2 separate regions of the Arachis hypogaea genome follow, and region 2 is linked to region 1. The links are chromatin contacts, called in public Hi-C maps. All regions are on one chromosome and are shown on one strand. Each heading gives the region's core, a stretch centred on a gene start, on an enhancer-like site or on the middle of the called end of the contact. The rest is flanking DNA. Distances are from core to core; before and after follow the strand shown.

Region 1 (5,067 bases), core at 863-3,362:
TAATAATTACTACAAACCTCAATAATTGATAATTACTAAATTAATTATTAATTATTAACCACTACTACAAATTCAAAAAGTACTTACAATATAAGATGTCAAAAACATTTTATAATATGATTCTCAACACTGTAGTGTCACATTTTTTTATTTTCATATTTTTTAATTTTTATAATAAAAAAATATATTAACAATTAATGATAATTCTATTCTATTTACTAAGAATTAATATTTTATAATCAATATTTAAAAACATATACTAAAAATTAATAATAATTCTGTTTTTCCTAATAAATATGTAAAATAAAACTAAAATTATTAAAAATGTACACTAATCGTTGCTAACAATAATAATTAATAATAATACTATTTTTTAATAAATATTTATAATAAAACTAAACTTAATTAACAACATATGCTAACAATTACTAATATCTTTTTAATTAAATATTTAAAATAAAATATAAAATTACTAAAAATATATCCTAACCATTAATAAAAATAATTCTGTTTTTAATAAATAATTGAAACACAAGACAAAATTCCAAAAATATGTACTAACAATTAATAATAATAATAATAATTCAGTTTTATTAGTGAATATTTAAATAAAACTAAAATAACTAAAAATATAAATTAATAATAATTGAAATTTATAATATTTTATGTAAAACAAAAAAATTAAAATAAATACTAATCATTAATAATAATTCAATTTTTTAATAAATTTTTAAAATAAAAATAAGTCACTAAAAAATTATGTACTAACAACTATTAAATAATTTGATTTTTTAAAAAATATATTTAAAATAAAACTAAAATTACTAAAAATATGTACTAACAATTAATTAATAGTATATATTAACAAACAGTAAACACTATGGTAAAGAGCTAATTTGGTATAGATATAGAGAGATGGGGAGAGATTGACACGTGCCCTTGGTGTGTGACTGGACTCTGGAGGGAGCAGGACCTGACTGTGTTCAGTCCTCCTGGCTTGAATGGTTTAGCTGAGCCTTGTTATTCCCAGCGCCAATGGAGGAGCATGGAAAAGCTTGGGCTCCCTTATACTGTCAATGCTGATATTGGGCTGGGCCCTTTTTGTTGTGTTATATTTTTATAATAGATGACCAGAATTAACATGGTCCATTTGAGGTTTTTTTAGACTGCCGCCGTCGTCCTGGCTGCGGAGCTTCCGTCCTCGTGTCGTCGGCATCCGCGGCATAGTGCTATAGATTTTCCGGCATTGTGCGGGACTCGTGGTCCGAGTAGCTATCCCATCCGTGATTCACAAGTCGCCTGCCGGTGTTTACTGTCGTCGTCTACCATTGCCTCCAACCGTCCTTCCCAGTATTCTGCTCTCCGCCTTCATCGCAGGTAATGTTAATTGTTGCTTAGCTTTCTTCCTAGTCTGCTCAATTCGTGGCATTGTGTCGCTGCTTGACTATGTGTCACTGCTTGATGATCATTAATGACTCGGCTGACCCCTTGTTGCCTAAGTTGAATATGCTGTTAATTAAGTTGAAGATTTTGTTGAAAATGGTGTGACAAAATTGGACTAGTTGCCCAAATTGGACTCTGCTCAATTTTACAGATATTAGTATGTGATTTATACCGTATAAATGTATAATTGGTGATTCTTGTGTTTCTTTATTCTATTGGTCCTAGCCATGATTGCCATATCATTTCTAACCGGCGTGTGGTTATTGACAACAGAATGAAGAGGAATTTTTATCATTTCAAATCCCTATTCTTATTGAAGAGAAGAAACGAGTAAAAGCGATATCTTCCTAATCGAACAAGAAGGAAGATAGTTTATAACTCTTCTTTATATAATAATTCGACCTATTGGTCCGCACTCCTCCTTATCCTTTAGGATAGGATCATCGTTAGTCCTTCTTTCACTAATGATCTCACTATTTTCCATGTTTTGAAAATCGATTCGAACAGACAGGTCCAACTAATCGAACCGGGAATTGATGGAAATGACGATTCGGTTATATGTCAAAGCCGAAAAAAATAAAAACCGTTGTTGAATCGCTCAACCAGCGGCTACCTAGTCAGTCGAATCGAACCGGGACCCAGCCGGTTTTTTACTTTGCCCGAAAATGCTCAAAACGCGCCGTTTAACATTCAGTAACCTCCAACCTTACCACTACCAATTATCAACCCTAACTCACTCCAACTCTCCATCGGCGCGGCAGCACACCCTCCCTCGTCCTTCCCATAACCCTCGAGCTAGCCGTTCCTCTCAACGCCGGCGAGCTCAGTCCCTCCCTTTCGTTCAGCCGCCGGACTACTCCTGACGCCGTCGCCGGTTGGAGCTTCGAAGTTCACTCGGTCCCTCACTCAGCTCTAACGTCTCAGGCTCTCAGCAGTGGAAGCATAGTCGCCGGGCTCGCCTCCTGCCTCCGTCGCGAAGCTCTGTTCCACCGTCGCCGGCGCCATCTCTGTTCCTGCCTCCGTCGCCAGCTCTCCGTTTCCAGCGCCGTCATCCTTCCTTGCATTTGAAACTGTAATGGAGCCTCTGTTTGATTTTGATTCTGATTTGTTTTTACTCTGAACTTTTTATTCTGATTGTTGGTTTGATTCTGATTTATTTTTATTCTTCCAGTCGTCCTCCTACTGTTGATTCTGATTTGTTCTTTGGTTGGGTTGTTCTTGCTTCTTTGGTTGGATTGTTAATTCTATTTTATTTTTACTTTGAATTTTTGTTCTGTTTTTTTTTTTATTAATTCTGGTTTAGGATTGATTCTATGCTTTTGACTCATTCAATGAATTTTTTCTAATTTATTTGTTCTGTTGCTGATTTCTTTAATTCTGGTTTTTTCAGATTTTATTTCTCTGTTATGTTTTATTAGTTGCCAGATCAGAAGGTACAATTTAGTATTATGGCTGATTTGCATTTGCTGAGGAAGATTCAAGATTTATTATCCCTCTCTTGGGTTGAATGAAGTTTTTGTCAAAGTTAAAAGAATGTATCTAAGCAATTGCAACATGCATTGCTATTATTACACACAGCAATTTGATGATTTGTTTGATCTTTGTTGCCTGTGTTGGTGTTTGTTGATGGCCTAAAGTTTTGAGCTGTTTGTTAGATATGAGTTTAGATTGTGATAAATTTTGATCATTGTTATGTTTTGAGAAGGTTTGGCTCAGTGATTAGGTTGAGCTTAATTGCAGAAGAGGTCTTGCTACTTTGTTGAATGCTGCGGTTTATTCACCAAATTAAACTCTTTTAGTCTACGCTCTATATCTCTTTCTACCTACTCTATCGGTGTCTCTGGACATTTTAATTTCTTGCAAGCAACTCATCGTGAATAAACATGGTTCCCATTGTTTACATGAGGGGTATTTTGAGGTATATATACTTGCTTCATTTATATTTCTTTCATTTATTTACTCTTTTGATTTGTTGTTTGATTGGTCTTACATATGATGGATTACTATTGCCTTCTTACTGCAAAACACATGCATAAATGAAATTGTGTAGATCAAATAGAATGTGATTATTAGCATATTTATTCTTTGTAAATTAGCTTATTTTTTGTTATTTAACTTTTGAGTTTGTATTTTGATTAGAATATAATACTCTGGTTGATGATATTTCATCTAATGCTTTTAATTTGAAAGACATTTTAAGGTTTATATAGACTATATTTATGTTTTATGGTGGTTATTTATAATTTATTTTTTATTATAAAACGGTTATTTCGGTTGAACCGGTTGGATCAATAAACTAGTAAACCAATAACTAAAGCAGTTCGATGACTGGTTCGGTTTTCAGAACCTTGCTATTTTCCTTCTTTCATTTGAAAATTTATTGATCTTTATTTAAAATTATATATTAATTTTTTAATAATTTTATTTATATTTAACTAAATTGGTTGAACCCGGTTAGATTACGGTTGGACCATTAAACTGTTGAACCAGTTATTCTATCGATTTATTGACCGGTTCTCTCAACCTTGTCTAAAGCCCTCCCATTTCTAATTCTCTGCTTTCACTCACTCACTCAGTCAATGGTAACCGTCAAAATGCACCGGCTATCAAGGCGCTGCTCCTCTCTATCCGCCGCCCTCCGCCACGCCGCCGTCCCTCACCGTCACCTCACTGTTCCACTTCTATCTTCCATTTCTTCGGTATGATCCATCGCTTTTGTGTGTTTCTCGCGTTGAATCCATTTGATTGATCTAATTGTATCTCCTACAATTCCATGTTAGCTTCACTAGCTACTAGCTATCAATTTTCGCAAGTTTCATCCGTTTCTCTTCAGTTCTGTTTTTTCGGTTAAAAATTTGAATTTTAATTGTAGTTTGAGATTTTGATGTTATGGGAGAAACATTGAACCAGCCGCTTTACCTTTCTTTGTTCTGTTGCTTTAAAAATGTGGGCTTTTTTGAGGTAGTTGTGTGTTATCAATACCTTTTTTTTCCTGGGTTGGAAGCAGGTAGGTGAGGAAGATGCTAAAGCTAGATGGTATTCTTCTGTCTTAAGTTCAGAGAAATCTAGGAATTATCAAAACTTGAAGAAAGATTTGTTTTTGGGGAAGCGATATGAGTCTACTGCTGCAAAGTCTGCTGAATCCAACTCCACATCATCTGATAGATATGAGTACCAAGCTGAGGTATATAGCTCTTTTTTCATGTCCATGTTTCCTATCCTTATAGTGTGAATAATATATCGTATCATGATCATAATTTTGTATCTATGCATCGTTTTGCAGGTTAGTCGGCTCATGGACCTCATTGTTAATAGCTTATATAGTAACAAGGAAGTGTTTCTTAGGGAACTTATCAGGTTTGTTCTTCCACTTCTGCTTATATATGAGTAACATTTAATCTTCACTTTTATGTATAGCTCTTGATTGTTTACTGTTTTAAATACAGCAATGCAAGTGATGCCTTGGATAAGCTACGGTTTCTAGGTGTTACAGAGCCTGAACTTTTGAAAGATGCTGTTGATTTTGATATCCGAATCCAAGCTGATAAAGATAATGGGGTTATCACTATCACGTAAGATAAATGGCTTTTTTAAATTGTTTTTGACTAATATTTTCCTATTTTC
Region 2 (5,067 bases), core at 1,472-3,971, 110 kb before region 1:
TGCAAGGTCTTCAATGCTGGTTCCTCCCTTACTACATGCAATGACAAGCTGCAAAACCAATAAAAGGAAAAAGAATTGAAATTCAGTTACATAAATACCATAAAGAAGTTGCAAGGGTTTAACACTTTGCAAATAACGCAAATTAAATTTAAACAAACAGTACAGAATACTTACAGGACCAGCAGACTTACGATCCAGGATTATAGAAAAGTACATCTCATTCACAAGTGCCAGTTTTTGACACAAATAAACCTGTAGAAAACAGACAATTAGAAATATCAAAAAATAATCCATCCAGCAGGACCGTGTATCCAGTGCATAAAAAAAAATTTGAACATCATTTCAAAACAAAACAACAGCTCTCATTGGGTATATTGTGCTCATCAAATTGTGTAATTGTGTGTGTGTGTGTGTGTGTGTGTGAATAGATAGCACATATGAATAGAATCAACCAGAAGTATATAGATAGATGATAAGAACAAATAGCACATATGAATACAAGCAAGTCCAGGTGACCAATCCAACCACTAAAAACACTACCAGATCATATGCTAAAAAGGCAACATGAACATTTTGTTCATCCTACAAACATACAGTATAAGAAACTATGTGCTCTAACCATGCAACTTTAGCTAAAAAAAATATTAAAAAAAAAAACAGACACCACAAGTATTAATTATCTGAGAAAGCTGGTGCCACTGTATTACATCTATAAATATCATGTCAAGAGATGAAAATTCCTGGCATATACATGCATACTGAAAATGAAGACATTTCCAGAAATAAAAAATTATAGATAATGATCAAATATATTTCAAACCTTGTTAACTGGTTTTCCCTGAGCACCAGTTTGTTTGGTAACAAGTATCTGCCCAAGCATCTTCCCTGAAATAATAACAATGCCAATAACTACAACAACTGCAAAACAATAATACCACTATGCACATCCATCCTAAATGAACTCAACTCTAAATCAAGACCATAATATTGAAATGAATCAACTGAGATTGTCATATCAAATGCCATACGCATATAAATTCAAATGAGAACCAAAAAAATGTTCATTTTGTGTAGTGACATCAGAGGGAACATGTATTACCAGCAATATCTGCAACCTGGTCAGCCTTAACAATGTGTACACCACCCTTAAGACCATTTTTAAAAGTTCCCAAGCCTCGTCCACCAGCCAAAACTTGACTCTTAACCACGATCTGCACAAACAATCCTAGTCACATCACTTGTCATCACATATTATTTTTCCATAATAAGAGAAATTGTTAGATAATTTTTGAGTAAAAAAATCCGTCCCTCTACACCATTCACAATTCCACAGCTCAGCTATTAAATATTTGAAAGTGGAAACCCATCAATTTGAGCTGTTGAACCGTAAAGGGTACATGTCAACACTTTATATCAATTATTAAAACAACGCAGAGAACTGGTTGTTCTCAATGTTCTCCACAAAAAATCCTAACAAAGAAAAGGGACATCCAAAAGCAAACAAGATGATACATTTTTTTCAAGAAGATCAATTTTGATGCAATGTTAAAGTATTAGTGTCGATTTACACTGACAAGTAATCATATGCTATCACGACAGGTTAGACTTCTGAGACAGTTATATAACAATGTAAATAAATAAATCCTTTTCGTTTAATATTGAAAGGAAAAAATGCAGACAATTTATGAAACTAAACATTGTTGACATTTAGTTTCCCAATTTATGTGAAAGCATCAAGGTTATCACAACTCATATCCTTCCTATCTTTCCTCCTTTTTATTTGTTGGATAAAACAAGAATATCTATAAGCAACCACAAGAAGTAATTATAAAGCATCGCTATCGAAAATCTCAACATGTCAGAGAGTGAAATTCCTCTACAGAAAAAATATATGCTAACTATATCAAATTACCTCGCTTTCATTAGGAAAGACATCCTTGATAACCTTCCTTGCCTCTTCAACAGAGGAAACAGCTACGCCTCTCGGAACATTCACTCCGTACTTGCTCATCAACTCCGCTCCCTATTTTCAATCAACAACAAATAAATAAATAAATAAACATTAAATTAAATTCCGTAGTCATTTCCATCAGTCACACCGCTCGATCCATCACGAAATCGCAGATTCATCATTCTCAACAACGATTCACCAATACCACGAATAATATTACTACAATTATCATTCCATTGTTATTTTTCAACAAGTCAAGCATCAAAATAGATATCTAAACCTAAAAGTGTAAATAATAATCAACGAAATTCAAATCATATTTGAAATTGTCGAAAACAATGAGAGAGAGAGAGAGAGAGAGAGGATAGGAGAGTGACCTGGTACTCGTGGATGTTAAGACGGCGGAGCTGGTTGTGCTGCCATCTTCCGGCGACGGAGAGGGAGCGAGAGACGAGCTTGTTCAATAGTCCCCGAACCATTTTCTTCTCTCTTTACTTTTCTTTTCTTCTTTCTTTTTTTCCTTCTCTGTATTGTGATATAATAATGTTGAGGGATTTTTGATTTAGTTATATTTGAGATCCGACATTGAAATAACGAAACGGCGAGGGAAAAGAGTGAATGGAAAAAGCGAAAATGTGTAATGTGACACTTTTGAACGCGCACTCTTTGTGCTGCACTGCTGCTGCTGCTGCTGAACGCCAATGATAGCGGACCCTAGGATTTCTTTCCCATTTTTATTTTTATTTTATTTTATTAATTTATTTTTAATTATTATTTCTCCTTAAAAAATGCGGTTGAAAAGTATTTAAGAAATGGAAATAATAAATCAATAATAATGTATATTATTAATTTATTATCATTGACCATTATTATTGGAGAGAATAACATCATAACATCGTCAATTTCTCTTGACAAGTATAACATTATTTGTTATTAGGGTGGCTGGATATATGTTTAGCAATCTAGTTAATAGTTAAATTCGTTTTTAAAACATTATTTGTTTATTAAATTAATTTTAAAAAAATTTATCAATTAAATTCGTTTTTTAAAATTTAAGTTAATTATTTTAATTTTTTATTATTTTTAAAATTAATATTATTAACCAGGTAAATTTTATGGTATTTATAATTTGGTGTCTAACTTTTATTTAACTTATTTTTTAGGATAAATTTTGACTATTTAATAATTATTTATTTTTATATTTTTTAAATTAAATATTAATTTTTAATCTTTTTTAATAAATTAAGCAAATACTTTTAGACACCGTAACAATCATCTATTAACAATTAATCGAGTTTTATTTCGAATTAACTTTAAAAATTAAAATTAATTTCGACTCATTAAAATAAATTTGATAAAATATTATAATCTAAGAATGAATCTAACGAATCTAACCGATAAATCCAATTTATTCGAGTTAATACTCAAAATGGTCCTGAAATTTATCTTTCGACTCAATTTAGCCCTCCTATTTCTAATTAACTCAAATTGTACCCTAAAATTTTAAAAACCCAATTTTCTGTTCCTTCACACTAAAAGGGGGTTTCCAAATTTCCATACTGCAAAATACAAACAAACTAACAAAAAGCTCCTGTAACATCCTTCCACCACGGCCGTATTTGTAGTCGTCGCCACCTCTTCCTTGGTCGTGCAACCTTGGCCATTGGCACCGACGTGCACCGTTTGTCGCCCCCCTCCTCCTCCTCATACTGTATCTTCCTGTTCATTCTCTTATCTAGCTTGTATTGGCTGGAATAATCAGCCTTTGAATCAACAGCTTCAATCACATAAAAAGCTTTCTTATTTTCTATTTGTGAATGCAATGCAGAGAAAGTGAAGAAAAGTAGAGCAGCACTCACGACGATAGCGGCATAATCGTGTGTGACGGGGTTCGCGGGTGGGTGTAACACCCTACCACTCAGTTTTATGCTTATGTCATAAAATTGAGGTGGCAAGGTATTACGACCTCTAAAAGTAAAATTATATATAATATAGTAAAAAAAATTATAACTAGGAGCCTTTTGAAAGAAGGTTTAAAACAAAGCGTTAGGCAGAATAGCGCGTCACTCTCGTAAGCGTTAACGTAACGAAGTAGGATAAGAGAGTTTCAAGATACAGATAACAAGGCTCCTGACCCAGCTCGCAAAGTTAAACCGAACAGAGTATATAGACATATATACATATATATACATGAGAATCCCAAAACAACCCAAAGCATAAAAATGACAACTTGTTTCTCCGAGTCAACCTCTAAGAGGGACAAACATAAAATACAAGGTGGAGAATCTATATACATATATAAATATAAACAAAATACGCCCCTGAGTTCCAAGAGTTCTTCGCTTCATCAGAGTCTCCAGAATACAGAGTGGTGCTTCTCAACCTGTATCTGAAAAATAACAATATTGTATCTAATGAGAACCGAGGGTTCTCAGTATGGTTAAGGTGCCTACATATATAATAAATAAGGTCTCGAGAAAGCCAGAGGCAATTCTAGAACGCCGACACTCAGATTATAAAATTTAAAGAACTAAAGTAGAAACCATAAGTCAAGGTGGTTTTCTAGGGATTCCTAACTTAACCAAGTCTTAACATAGACAAACAAACAGACAAAGAAAACACAGGTAGTTTACAGATATAGCAGTCTAAACACATAGCAGTTAATCATAAATATCAATTAGGCAAACCCAAGAATGCAAACCAAAGCAAAACAGACAAATGCACATGATGTATGCTTGTCCTATGACTGTTGATATCAACTGTCGGTTACTTAGCTATCCTGACATGTCCTGGTAGCTAACCGTGGACAGAACACCAAATACGGAGCAAGTGAGACAACGCCGCAACCCTTATATCTTACCCGCGTACCCGGAGCAAGGAACAACTTCACCCTGCCTCTTACCCAAGCAGTGTTACAGTTCTCGACCCGGAGCAAGCAGCAACAGAACACAGCCCTTGCGTCTTACCCGAAGCCTTGAACTTTCCCGGAGCAAGTGGATAACACCACAGCATCTTACCCGGCATTCTCGCCTCTTACCCGTAGCAAGTGGATAGCACCACTATGTCTTATCCGGAGGCATATTACAATCAATTTCAATCTCATCATCATTATAATT

What was found. A called contact is a pair of places that touch in the nucleus more often than the background predicts.
Region 2: a Hi-C map of an unstated tissue shows a contact between it and region 1, with 3 times the contacts expected there. The contact joins the promoter of LOC112727102 here to the enhancer-like site in region 1. A contact is called at or near these places in 2 of 8 Hi-C or Micro-C datasets (leaf and an unstated tissue).

What each region holds. Positions count from the first base shown.
Region 1 is chr12:20,616,851-20,621,917 of arahy.Tifrunner.gnm2.J5K5, reverse strand. It overlaps the pseudogene LOC112727100. Among protein-coding and RNA genes, the nearest start is that of LOC140177000, 43 kb to the right of the region's middle. Within about 2 kb of position 2,112, at least 3 of the 3 cell types and tissues checked have open chromatin away from gene starts, as enhancers often do.
Region 2 is chr12:20,724,018-20,729,084 of arahy.Tifrunner.gnm2.J5K5, reverse strand. LOC112727102 (succinate--CoA ligase [ADP-forming] subunit beta, mitochondrial) reads right to left here and starts at 2,721. Exons shown (of 12, transcript XM_025776732.3): 1 at 2,329-2,721; 2 at 1,913-2,023; 3 at 1,100-1,211; 4 at 821-885; 5 at 175-252; 6 at 1-48. The coding sequence starts at 2,430.